2 separate regions of the Zea mays genome follow, and region 1 is linked to region 2. A link is a contact called in public Hi-C data. All regions are on one chromosome and are shown on one strand. The core of a region is the stretch at or near the end of the contact, and the rest is flanking DNA. Distances in the headings are between cores, read along the strand shown.

Region 1 (5,296 bases), core at 2,324-4,823, 67 kb after region 2:
CAAACTTTCTTGGAGCGGGACTTGTAGTCTTTTCCCCTCCTTTGCTTGAGGATTTGACGGAAGCTCTTGATGATGAGCGCCATCTCCTCGTTGTCGAGCTTGGAAGCGTCGATGGGTTGTCTACTTGATGTAGACTCCTCCTTCTTTTCTTCCGTCGCCTTGAATGCGACCGGTTGTGCTTCGGGTGTGGAGGAGGTGCCTTGCTCGATGATTTTCTTTGAGCCTTTAATCATTAGCTCAAAGCTCACAAATTTTCCTATGACTTCCTCGGGAGACATTAGCTTATATCTAGGATCACCTCGAATTAATTGAACTTGTGTAGGGTTAAGAAATACGAGGGATCTAAGAATAACCTTGACCATCTCATGGTCATCCCATTTTTCGCTCCCGAGGTTGCGCACTTGGTTCACCAAGGTCTTCAAGCGGTTGTACATGGCTTGTGGATCCTCCCCTTGGTGAAGCATGAAGCGACCGAGCTCTCCCTCGATCGTTTCCCTCTTGGTGATCTTTGTCACCTCGTCTCCTTCGTGCGCGGTCTTGAGTACGTCCCAGATTTCCTTCGCACTTTTTAACCCTGCACCTTATTATACTCCTCTCGACTTAGAGAGGCGAGGAGTATAGTAGTGGCTTGGGAGTTAAAGTGGTGAATTTGGGCCACCTCGTCCGAGTCGTAGTCTTCATCCCCTACGGATGGTACCTGTACACCAAACTCAACAACATTCCATATGCTTGTGTGGAGTGAGGTTAGATGATGCCTCATTTTGTCACTCCATATATTATAATCTTCACCGTCAAAAACCGGTGGTTTGCCTAATGGAACGGAGAGCAAAGGAGTACGTTTTGAAATATGGGGATAGCGTAGAGGAATCTTACTATACTTCTTGCGCTCTTGGCGCTTGGAAGTAACGGACGGTGCGTCGGAGTCGGAGGTCGATGGTGATGAAGAGTCGGTCTCGTAGTAGACCACTTTCCTCATCCTCTTGTGTTTGTCGCCTCTCCGATCCGACTTGTGGGAAGAGGATTTCTTCCCCTTCCCTTTGGAGGAGTTTTTCTTCTCCTTCCTCTTGTTGCGGGACTCTTCCGATGAAGTCGACCCGTGGCTTGTAGCGGGCTTGTCGCCGGTCTCCATTTCCCTCTTGGCGAGTTCTCCCGACATCACTTCAAGCGGTTAGGCTCTAATGAAGCACCGGGCTCCGATACCAATTGATAGTCGCCTAGAGGGGGGTGAATAGGGCGAAACTGAAATTCTCAAAAATAATCACAACTACAAGCCGGGTTAGCGTTAGAGATATAATCAAGTCCGCGAGAGAGGGTGCAAAACAAATCGCAAGCGAATGAAGAGTGTGACACACGGATTTGTTTTACCGAGGTTCGGTTCTCGCAAACCTACTCCCTGTTGAGGTGGTCACAAAGACCGGGTCTCTTTCAACCCTTTCCCTCTCTCAAACGGTCCCTCGGACCGAGTGAGCTTTCTCTTCTCAATCACTTGGAACACAAAGTTCCTACAAGGACCACCACAAGATTGGTGTCTCTTGCCTCAATTACAAGTGAGTTTGATCGCAAGAAAGAATCAAGAAAGAAGAAAGCAATCCAAGCGCAAGAGCTCGAAAGAACACAAGCAAATCTCTCTCACTAGTCACTAAAGCTTTGTGTGGAATTTGGGAGAGGATTTGATCTCTTGAATGTGTCTAGAATTGAATGCCTAGCTCTTGTAAGTGGTTGGAAGTGTGAAAACTTGGATGCAATGAATGGTGGGTGGTTGGGGGTATTTATAGCCCCAACCACCAAACTAGCCGTTTGGTGGGGCTGACTGTCGTATGGTGCACCGGACAGTCCGGTGCACACCGGACATGTCCGGTGCGCCAGCCACGTCACCAAAGCCGTTGGGTTCCGACCGTTGGAGCTCTGTCTTCTGGGCCCGCCTGGATGTCCGGTGGCGCACCGGACATGTACTGTAGAGTGTCCGGTGCGCCAGCCACGTCACCAAAGCCGTTGGGTTCCGACCGTTGGAGCTATGTCTTCTGGGCCCGCCTGGATGTCCGGTGGCGCACCGGACATGTACTGTAGAGTGTCCGGTGCGCCAGTATGGGCGTGCCTGACTTCTGCGCGCGCTGGCGCGCATTTAATGCGCTGCAGGTAGCCGTTGGCGCCGAAATATCCGTTGCTCCGTTGTCACACCGGACAGTCCGGTGAATTATAGCGGACTAGCCGTTGCGAATTTCCGAAGCTGGCGAGTTCCTGAGGCGCCGTTCCTTGGAGCACCGGACACTGTCCGGTGTACACCGGACAGTCCGGTGAATTATAGCAGAGCGCCTCTGGATTTTCCCGAAGGTGACGAGTTTGACTGGGAGTCCTCTGGTGCACCGGACACTGTCCGGTGGTGCACCGGACACTGTCCGGTGGCACACCGGACAGTCCGGTGCGCCAGACCAGAGGTGCCTTCGGTTGTCCCTTTGCTCTTTTGTTGAACCCAATACTTTGTCTTTTTATTGGCTAAGTGTGAACCTTTGGCACCTGTATAACTTATACACTAGAGCAAACTAGTTAGTCCAATTATTTATGTTGGGTAATTTAACCACCAAAATTATTTAGGAACTAGGTGTAAGCCTAATTCCCTTTCATGGGGGTTTATTAAGGCTGCCTAGCTTAGCTATGTGATCTGTGGCGCCGAGCTTGATGCTAAGATATGTGGCGACAAGCTAGGTCACGTCACTAATTAGCGTGGCCACAGGCGCCAACGCGTCCCTTTGCTCGGCGCCATGGGCTGTAGCACCGAGACGAATATGGCGCCAAGCAAATGATCCAAAAACGAGATTACTTCCTCCGGAGGGGCAAACGTGAATTTCTTTAGAAAAAAAGGATAAAATACAAAAAATTCGGGTGATGTGTCTCAACATCAGTGCGCTGTGCGTGACCACCATACCTTGGCTAGTGTCCAGGGTTAACCATATCAATTAGGTTTTGTTTGATTACTCTAGTATTTATTTCAATACATATGGATTGATGTGTATTGGGGTGTACGTTAGTTTAACTTACACCTTATTCATGTCTATTGAGGTAAATACTAGAACACCCAAACAAACCTTAAGGACTGAAAACCACTGGTTAGCGCTAACGGTTTCCCGCTCAAAAACAACTGTTTTGGGGGGAACCGATCGGTTTGCAAGTTTAAAATAAAAAACGAGTTTTGTTTGAATCTTTGCGAGAAACCGCGTGTCTCGACGAGAAACCGTTTCTTGATTGAGAAATCGGTTTTTGTCAGTTTCGAATTCAAATTAACTGGTTTTCATCGGTTTCTCAGCGAGAAAACGCTATTTCCATTCTTACATTTTTTCTAATTTTGAATTTTAAACGAACTTTAAAAAACCACTGAAAAACCGTTAACGGTCCGGATCGATAACGGGAAATCGGACCGGTTTTCGAGCGGTTCTGTAATGTCAACCAGCAGGAAGATGGGCGTGACGTGGCTGTTGTACTACTGCAGCACGAGCCAGACACGCGGATAGCGTGCATCGGTGACGGGGCGCCACCGACTGAACGTGACCCCACCAATGCATTTGTTGTGCGTGTGCTATCGGCCTATCGCTGTGCCTGTGCGTGCGTTTGTGTGGGCTGCTGCCGCTACCATGTGTGTGCACTTGGGCTACGGCCGTGAGAGGGCGAAACTCGCGCGGCGGTCCCAGGACAAGCAAAAGATCGAGACGGTGGCAGGCATTTGTTGCATGACTTGCGACCTTGGGTGTATTCCCTACGTGAAAAAAAAAGTTACAAAAAATAAGAGTCTAGAGCACGGTCCGAAACGAAGAAAAATGGATCAGGCCGATACGATGGACCGGGTCTTGAACTGTTACACGAATTAGAAAACTAACGTTTAAATAGCCATGCTCCAATAAGTTATATCTCTTCATAAAAATTATAGAAAACATTGATTTCTCTTTCTAATATTATTTGTTTAATCTAGAGCAAAGTTATGAATGCTTTGAAGATGTATTTTTTAGATATATATAAGCTTTTGGACTGTGTCATGTTTGAGCCGACACGGCACGATCGTAGGCCCACCGTGTTTTAGAACTGAGTCGGGTCTAGATTTTAGTATCTGGACACAGCATAACTCAGCCGAAAATTATTTCTTGTCGTGCTGGCTCGAAAATAATTAGCCAGAACCACGATGGGCCCAGGCGGCCCGCCCCAACTTTCAGCTCTAGGGGTTGATTGGTTGGCTGGTTTTACCGCATCCAGGCTCCCCAAGACTTCTTCGTGATTGGTTGGCCAGAGCAGCATCACAACCTGGTTTACGTGATGATGCCTGCGAGCCTGGCCACGGAGATGCAGAAAAGGTTCTTATTTGTTTAGAGTAGATTTGTTCAAACATCGGGTCGGGTCGGGGCGGGTTAAGGTTGGATCGTGGATCATGTCTGGTTGGCCTGTGACTAGTGTCAGGTCAGGTCTGGTTGGCACGTGCCTCCCTGTTTGACGTGTCGGGTTAGGTTTTTCGGGTTGGGTTAGGTTTTTTGGCTTTGGGTCGGATTTCTTTGGGTTGGATGGGTTTTTTCGTGTTGATCGTGTTTTGAGTAAAAAATTATGATCTATACTTAGCCCGTGAATTATTGCAGGTCAAAAATCATATCCCGTATCCACCCATTGTATTAGTCGGGTTTTTTCGGATTGGTGGGATCGAATTGGTCGGGTGGCGTCTACTCGAGAGGCTGGGCGGCGGCGTGCAAGACGAGACCGATCAATCAACCAAAGCCTGGGCGACATGCACTAGCTCAGTTAAACCTAGTTGAGCAAAACCGGCAACCAAAAATAGGCATCCTGCATGGACATAGCCTGGCTGGTGGGAGCATTCTCGTATGATGCAAATGCGAGCCACGTATTACGCTAATGGACGGACAATGTATATCTCAACTGTATGAATCACGTCTCAAATACTGGCGTCAGTACAGTCTGTACACATGTCGCTTGCTAGCCGCCGAGGCTGGACTGGTGGTACGTGCACAACGGCGCCTGGATCTTGACTATTCGTCAGAGAAGAGAAGGGATTCTTCTGCAAGCGCATGGAATTCCACACGGAGCTCAGTAGCTCACAAGGGAAGTGCCTGCCAGCTGCCAACTGACCAAAAGCGCCTAGCTACCTAACTCGCTGTTCTTCCACGCTGATGAAAATGGGCATTAGCAGTCTACTCTATATCCTATCCGGCCGCAGACCATGGAACTAAAAGTACAGGTTTCCTGCTTAATCCACAACTTGTCCAGCCTGTTGGAAATCTAACTGCAGAGAGCATTGCATTCTACA
Region 2 (6,124 bases), core at 2,261-4,760:
CCTACAAATATAACAGGTCAATGAGCTCTACAATAGTACTAATTAAACCGAACAAGTACTCGCAAGAGTGTATTGAAGTCAACCAGCACTTACAAAGTACTCCTTCAACCAAGCGACGATCTGGTCAGCCTCAACGTGAACCTTCAAGAACTTCTTGGAGTCACCATCCTGGATGAGGATAAGGGGTGTCTGGTCCTCTTTCAGGCCAAAGTACTGTCATTGCAACAGTTTGACCGGTTACCATAGAGGGTTTTGGTATGTGAAATTAGGTAGTGTTTGGTTGAAGAGCCAAGTAGAACGGAGCGGCCTCAACCAAACACTACCTTAAAAAGACATCACGCAGAAGGGGAAGTGAGAATCAAACCTGGAAGGCACCCTGGCTGGCTTCGATGTCACCAATAAGGAACTTGATTTCCTTGTCCTTGAATTCCTCCGCGGCAGCAGAGTAGGCAGACTTGAAAGAATCAAAAGGTCCGGTGGAGAAGTTCAAAAACAGCATAGCCTGCCAATCATTTGGTGTCACAGAACAGTGAAAATAGTCAGTGATGAATATTTTAAAACCATTTCGCAAGTGCAATGCTGTTTCCCAAGACGCCACTGTTTCCCAAGACGAGCTGGGTACGCCTGGACACACCTAGGTGACGCCTTTGAAACACTGCTGTAAACATCCTTTTCCAACCCACAAGAATTATAGCTTCATTAAAATATGGCTAGAACAAGTTGTTATGCAAAACCAAAAAGGTCAACGATGGCACTAGAAATATACTACTTCATAATTAAGAGACTCAAGACTCCAAATTGTCAAGCATTGCATTCAATACAGTTATGCTGCGTTCGGATGTATGCATTGAGCCTTGGAATTAGGAATGGGCATTGAAACCCCTGTATGCCAGCTGTTTGAATGTCCTAGAATACGGAACTAGAAATGGACTCCAATGCCAACCGGTATTCATCAGGCAATCGACCACATGCCCTCCATACCGAGCGATATTCACTGGAATCATGCATTCGTCCTCATCCCGTCTCCTCGCCTCTCTGTAAGCACCGCTATGTAATCGTGCATTCATCCTCATCCTGTCCCCTCGCCTCTCTGTCAGCACCGCCCTTCCCTCTCCTCCGCCGGCGAGTTGTGTGTCTTCTCCCCCTTCCTCCGCCGGCGTGCCACACGGCTGCTCCCCCGCCTCCCTCCACATGAGGGCCCCTCCGTGGTGAGCCTAGCACCCCTCTGCCAGCGGACACCAGCCTCCCCCCCCCCTCCGGTGCTACGGATCCGGGAGGGGCGCGTGGATCCAAGAGGGGCAACACTACTCTCCTATGTGCGGCAATAGCAGTGAGGGGTTGCCCGAGTAGTGGTCACTTATCAGCCAAGGTGGAAGAAGAGGACAAATACAGAAAATTGAAATGAGTCCCTTCCTAAGATTCCAAACTCCAATACAATGACACAGACATACAAACAATAGAATTGGATTTGCATTCCATTCAACACCATGGCTGATTTGGTATTGAATCCAATTCAATTACATGCCCTCCAACATCAACATCCAAACGAAGCATTATGGCACACTAAAGCAAGTTGGATGCAGGCATGGTAGCTTGTGATCAAATGAGTTGATATCCAGTAGTAACTGAAGTTATAAAAATGGCCATGTTAACCAACAAATGGCCAAGTTATTAAAAAATGACATGTTGTTTACCTTGGGGGCTGAGCTTTGGAAGAATTTCATGAGGTATGGGTGGTTGTCAGGGTTCTTGTCAAAAGTGACAACTCTAGGGATGGTGCTAGCATCAATAAACTTCATCAGTGCAGCGACATCAAAATCCTGCACAATGTAACAGCATTGTGTCACTAGTGACAAACTCACATGATATTTGCATAGATGGTAAGCATAATTACAAGTATGAAATAAATGGGCGCTCCAATAACTACAGCCAAAATGTAACAAAGAATGTGAGTAAAACCTTGCTGTCAACAACAAGCTCATCAAATGGCTTCAGCAGCCTGACCAATGGCCGTTCCACTGCTGCATCACCACGTGGGAGGTGGTTGGCATGCAAAGTGTGGCCAAAGTCGTAGTCAGACCTCAGCTTCTCTGCGACCTCCATGAAGTTTGTAAATTCGGTGCCGCTGAATTCAGCGAAGATACCAACCTGTAAAATTGCAATTATTATGTACAATCAGTTGGCCTGATCATCATAATACAGATTAAGTGATTACTGAATAAAAACAGGTGAAAACTTTGAATTGGAAGCTTACAATGTAGATCTTCTTGTCATCGATAAGGGCCGTCGCATCTTCTGGTGACTTGATCTCCTTGGACGCAGGGCCAACCTGCTTCTTCAAGTAATCCACAATGCCATCAGCCTCCCTAGGGCCCTTGTATTCCTGAATGTTCTTCCCCTGGTCCCTGAATATCTTGATGGTTGGGAACCCTTGGATCTCGTACTTGGTAGCAAGCGGCCTGTTCTTCTCCTCGTTAGCATCAACCTTAGCGAGAACAATCGGTGGGTCATGCTTGCTAAGTGCCTTGGCCGCATTCTCATACTGAAACATCAAAGAAAACACAGTTTAGCTTATGGGATTAAACCAATCAGAACACAACCCATGTGTAAGTAAAGGTAGTGATTACAGAGTAGGAGATCCATTACCTCTGGAGCAAGTTTCTTGCAGTGCCCACACCTGCAGGTTCGATTTGACAACATTAGCTATAACAATTTAACTAATAGAGATGATTTACCGATAGCAACAGTAATCACACAGAAGTAAGAGTGTAAGACAACAGTGAAGTTCAAACTTGTAAGTGTGTCCTAAAAGTAGTCACACAGAAGCAACAGCACATGAGTACAGTTAAGTGCGGACATGATTCTTAAACATGACAAAAAAAAGGCACCGCACAGACGTCAAATCAAGCACACCAACCGCAGAAAACGAACAAAACCCACGATTCATCACCCTTGAGCCATCGAGTAACCAGACCAAACAAGGAATCGACGAAAACAACAGCTAGCACTACTCGTCTAAAGTCTTGGCCTGGAACTTCGAGCTGCCGCGCGCGTGAGAGAACAGTAAACAAAAACAAATCCACGCGAAGAACAGCGACCAAATCAGTGCGAATTAGACACCAGACGCCGCGTAACAACATGAAAAAAAAACAACCCGAGCACAAGTCCAGCATCTGAAAAGAACGCCCACGCATCACTCCATACCCACAGCCTAATCCCCGATCCGAGATCTACCCGTACTGCTAGAAGAATCGGTCAAGCTGGGGGCTCACCAGGGGGCGTAGAACTCGACGACCATGAAGGGGTGCTTGGCGACGGCCTCGTCGAAGCTGTCGACGTCGAGGGTGAGCACGGCCTCGCCCTCCGCGGCGGCGGCGGGCTCCTCCTCCGCCCGGGCGGAGAGCGCGACGGCCAGCGCGAGCAACAGCGAGATCCAGGCCTTGGAGCGGATCGCCATGGCGGAGCAGCGGAGTGTGGCCCGGGTCAGATTTCGTCCGGAGGGGTGAGACACGAGGCAGCACGCTGCTGCCGGGGGATTTAAGGGCGGCGGGGCACGCGAGGAGTCCACAGTGAGGGACTGGACTGGGACTGGCGCCCCGGGTCCACCAGGGCCTGGGCTGCGGGTCCCCTCCGCCCGCGCAGGTCACGAGATATTTGCAGGCCACGTTTGCAGTTGGGTCCCTGTGGTTATCGCGAATAGCTTGAATAATCGCGTCATTAAGAGGCGCTAAAGACGGTGGGTAGGAAAAGACCGCGTTGCCTGTTTTTTTAGGATGTAATTGATAAAAGTTAAGGGGGCTAAACAGTGGGCGGTCGGTCCTAACTCCTAAACGCGCCGCCGGGTACACGGTGGCGGGCGGCCACGTACATGGGCGGGGCCTGGGCCAATCGCGGGACTCCACGTCACGGATGTGACATGCCCACGGCCTCTGATTAGCCGCGCGACGTGGGGGCGGGGGGTGTTTGGTTTACTTCGTATGAATGTTTAAATAATATATATATAATAGTATGTACTTATAAAACTAATTGTACAAACAAACGAGACAAATTTATTAAATATAATTAAATCTATATTGAATATTTGCAATTGATATTCAAATATTTGATGCGGTAGGACAGAGATGGCAATGTGTACGGGTATGATTAAATAATCATGGATCATTATCCATTGGATTGGGTATGGTGGAATTTTTTATCTACGGGTACGGTTATGGATATAATAAGGTATCCGCGGATATTTTTTCACGGGTATGGATATCCAGTATCCACACCTATTATCTGATGGATATCTAACATGTGGACCATCCAGATTTAATATATTATCCTAAATTATCATTTTTCAATTTTTATTCATGGCGTGTTGTTTGGTGTTGAAATTATCATTTCATACTGTTAGAATGATAATTTTTGGAATGTGATAAATTGTTGTTTGGTGTTGAATGCTAAAGTTGTAGTGGACGGAGGTAACTGGTATCTGCCGGATAGTGCATACCCGGCGGGTACGGGTATGAATACAGATCCATACCTACGAACGTTTATGGTTACAAATATGAGTTGGGTTTTGTTTCGTAGTTATGGATTCGCGAAGTATATATCCGTATACTACCCACTCGATTGTAATTTGTAGATATAGACCAGTTCAGTGAGAGTATCGTGGTGAACATCAACATCATATGTAGTATAGGGTCAAATTAAATACGGTGTTTTATACAAAGATGCGGTTCCTTGAATGGTTAACTTTTCAAGGTGGATATAGGGTGTGTTTGGTTTAGCTTTTGGCTTTGGCTTTTGCCCCCTAAAAGCCAAAAGCCAACCAAAGGGTTGGATTTAGGAAGCAGCTTTTTCTAAAAGCTGACTTTCTCGCAGTGCAAAACTGAAAGCACCCCTGGACCTGCTTTTAGTGGCTTTTGGATGAAACTGTGAAAACATATATCGAAGAACTTTTAACGACTTTTAGTGGTTTCCATCAAACAGTTTTTAGCTTTTTAACAACTCACAGCCTACAGCAGTTTTTTCCACAGCTCACAGCCCACAGCAACTTTTTTCACAGCCACAGCCCAACCAAACAGACCCATAGTACATTATCGGGTTGTTTTTTTTTTTACAAGAAGGTATATTGTCGTTGACTGTTCACGTGCGAGCATATACGGATCGATCACGATTCACAACTCGTGAATCACGAGACCTGATCCTGATGGCTGATGCAGCTTGTGTGTGACAGCTAATCATGCATAGACAGCGAGGTAGGTACAACTCTGAGCTCTTGATCGATTTTTTAAGTATAAAAAGCAGCTAAAAAACTATATAATATAACTTTGAGCCTCCAGATCATAAATATAATTCAGAAATTATAGAGTCATGTAGATACATGCTCTTCTATTTTTCTAGTTGAAGCTAGTCTCTTATATTTTTTCGGTTAACCTCTAAAACCAACCAAAAATCATATATTAAGATCTTGTTCAGTTATTTCCATTACACATGGATTAGATGAAATTGGAAAAAATTAAGAAATTTGACTTTCTTTGAATTTAAACCACCAAATCCATATGGATTGAGAGCGATCCGGACAAAATTAAATAGGGTTGTACATGTCCTAATAGACGATCCATCAATATCGTGTTAACCATTATTATACATAGTATATATAGACATATAGTCGCCAATCAACATCAAATCTCATCGAGCAGAAACTAAATAGTCCGAATAAAGTGTTCTTCTGTTCTTGGATTACCGAAATTCTTTACGCGCAGAAACACAGAGAAGCGAGCAGGGAAGTCACGGGGACTGGGAGCATAGTAACATTTCAATATGGGAGGTGAGATCCGATAGATTCTCAACTTCTATTCGGTGGCCGAAATGGAAGCGCATCAAGGGCGAGTCGAGATTCTCGTAAAGTGCGCGCTCAAATCCGGACAAAACTATGTACTAGTATTTGCTACATATTGTGCTGTAAAGAAAAGTGTCCCATGATTTTTTGTTGTCAGATTAGCAACGCACCAAAGGTTGACGCTGTACATTTTTGTTCGCTTACTAACGGTAATAAAGTAGCTAGGCGGTTTCTTTTTGTTGTTGTTCTGTAAATGACGACACCAGCCTCTCCCTCTCGTTTGCTCTACCACCAGAG

What was found. Hi-C and Micro-C count contacts between places; a contact is called where the count stands out from the background.
Region 1: a contact with region 2 is called in a Hi-C map of endosperm, with 10 times the contacts expected there. The contact joins the enhancer-like site here to the promoter of LOC606409 in region 2. A contact is called at or near these places in 9 of 25 Hi-C or Micro-C datasets (bundle sheath, ear, endosperm and 3 more) and 2 of 3 datasets of contacts at active chromatin or transcription factors (leaf and seedling).

The regions. Positions count from the first base shown.
Region 1 is chr4:16,262,353-16,267,648 of Zm-B73-REFERENCE-NAM-5.0, forward strand. No RefSeq gene overlaps it. Among protein-coding and RNA genes, the nearest start is that of LOC100281721, 24 kb to the right of the region's middle. Within about 2 kb of position 3,574, at least 18 of the 20 cell types and tissues checked have an H3K27ac peak or open chromatin away from gene starts, as enhancers often do. A contact at or near this core is called in bundle sheath, ear, endosperm and 4 more, where this site is marked.
Region 2 is chr4:16,195,171-16,201,294 of Zm-B73-REFERENCE-NAM-5.0, forward strand. LOC606409 (protein disulfide isomerase) reads right to left here and starts at 3,511. Exons shown (of 10, transcript NM_001112284.2): 1 at 3,273-3,511; 2 at 2,647-2,677; 3 at 2,255-2,542; 4 at 1,960-2,148; 5 at 1,695-1,820; 6 at 365-502; 7 at 94-213; 8 at 1. The coding sequence starts at 3,457.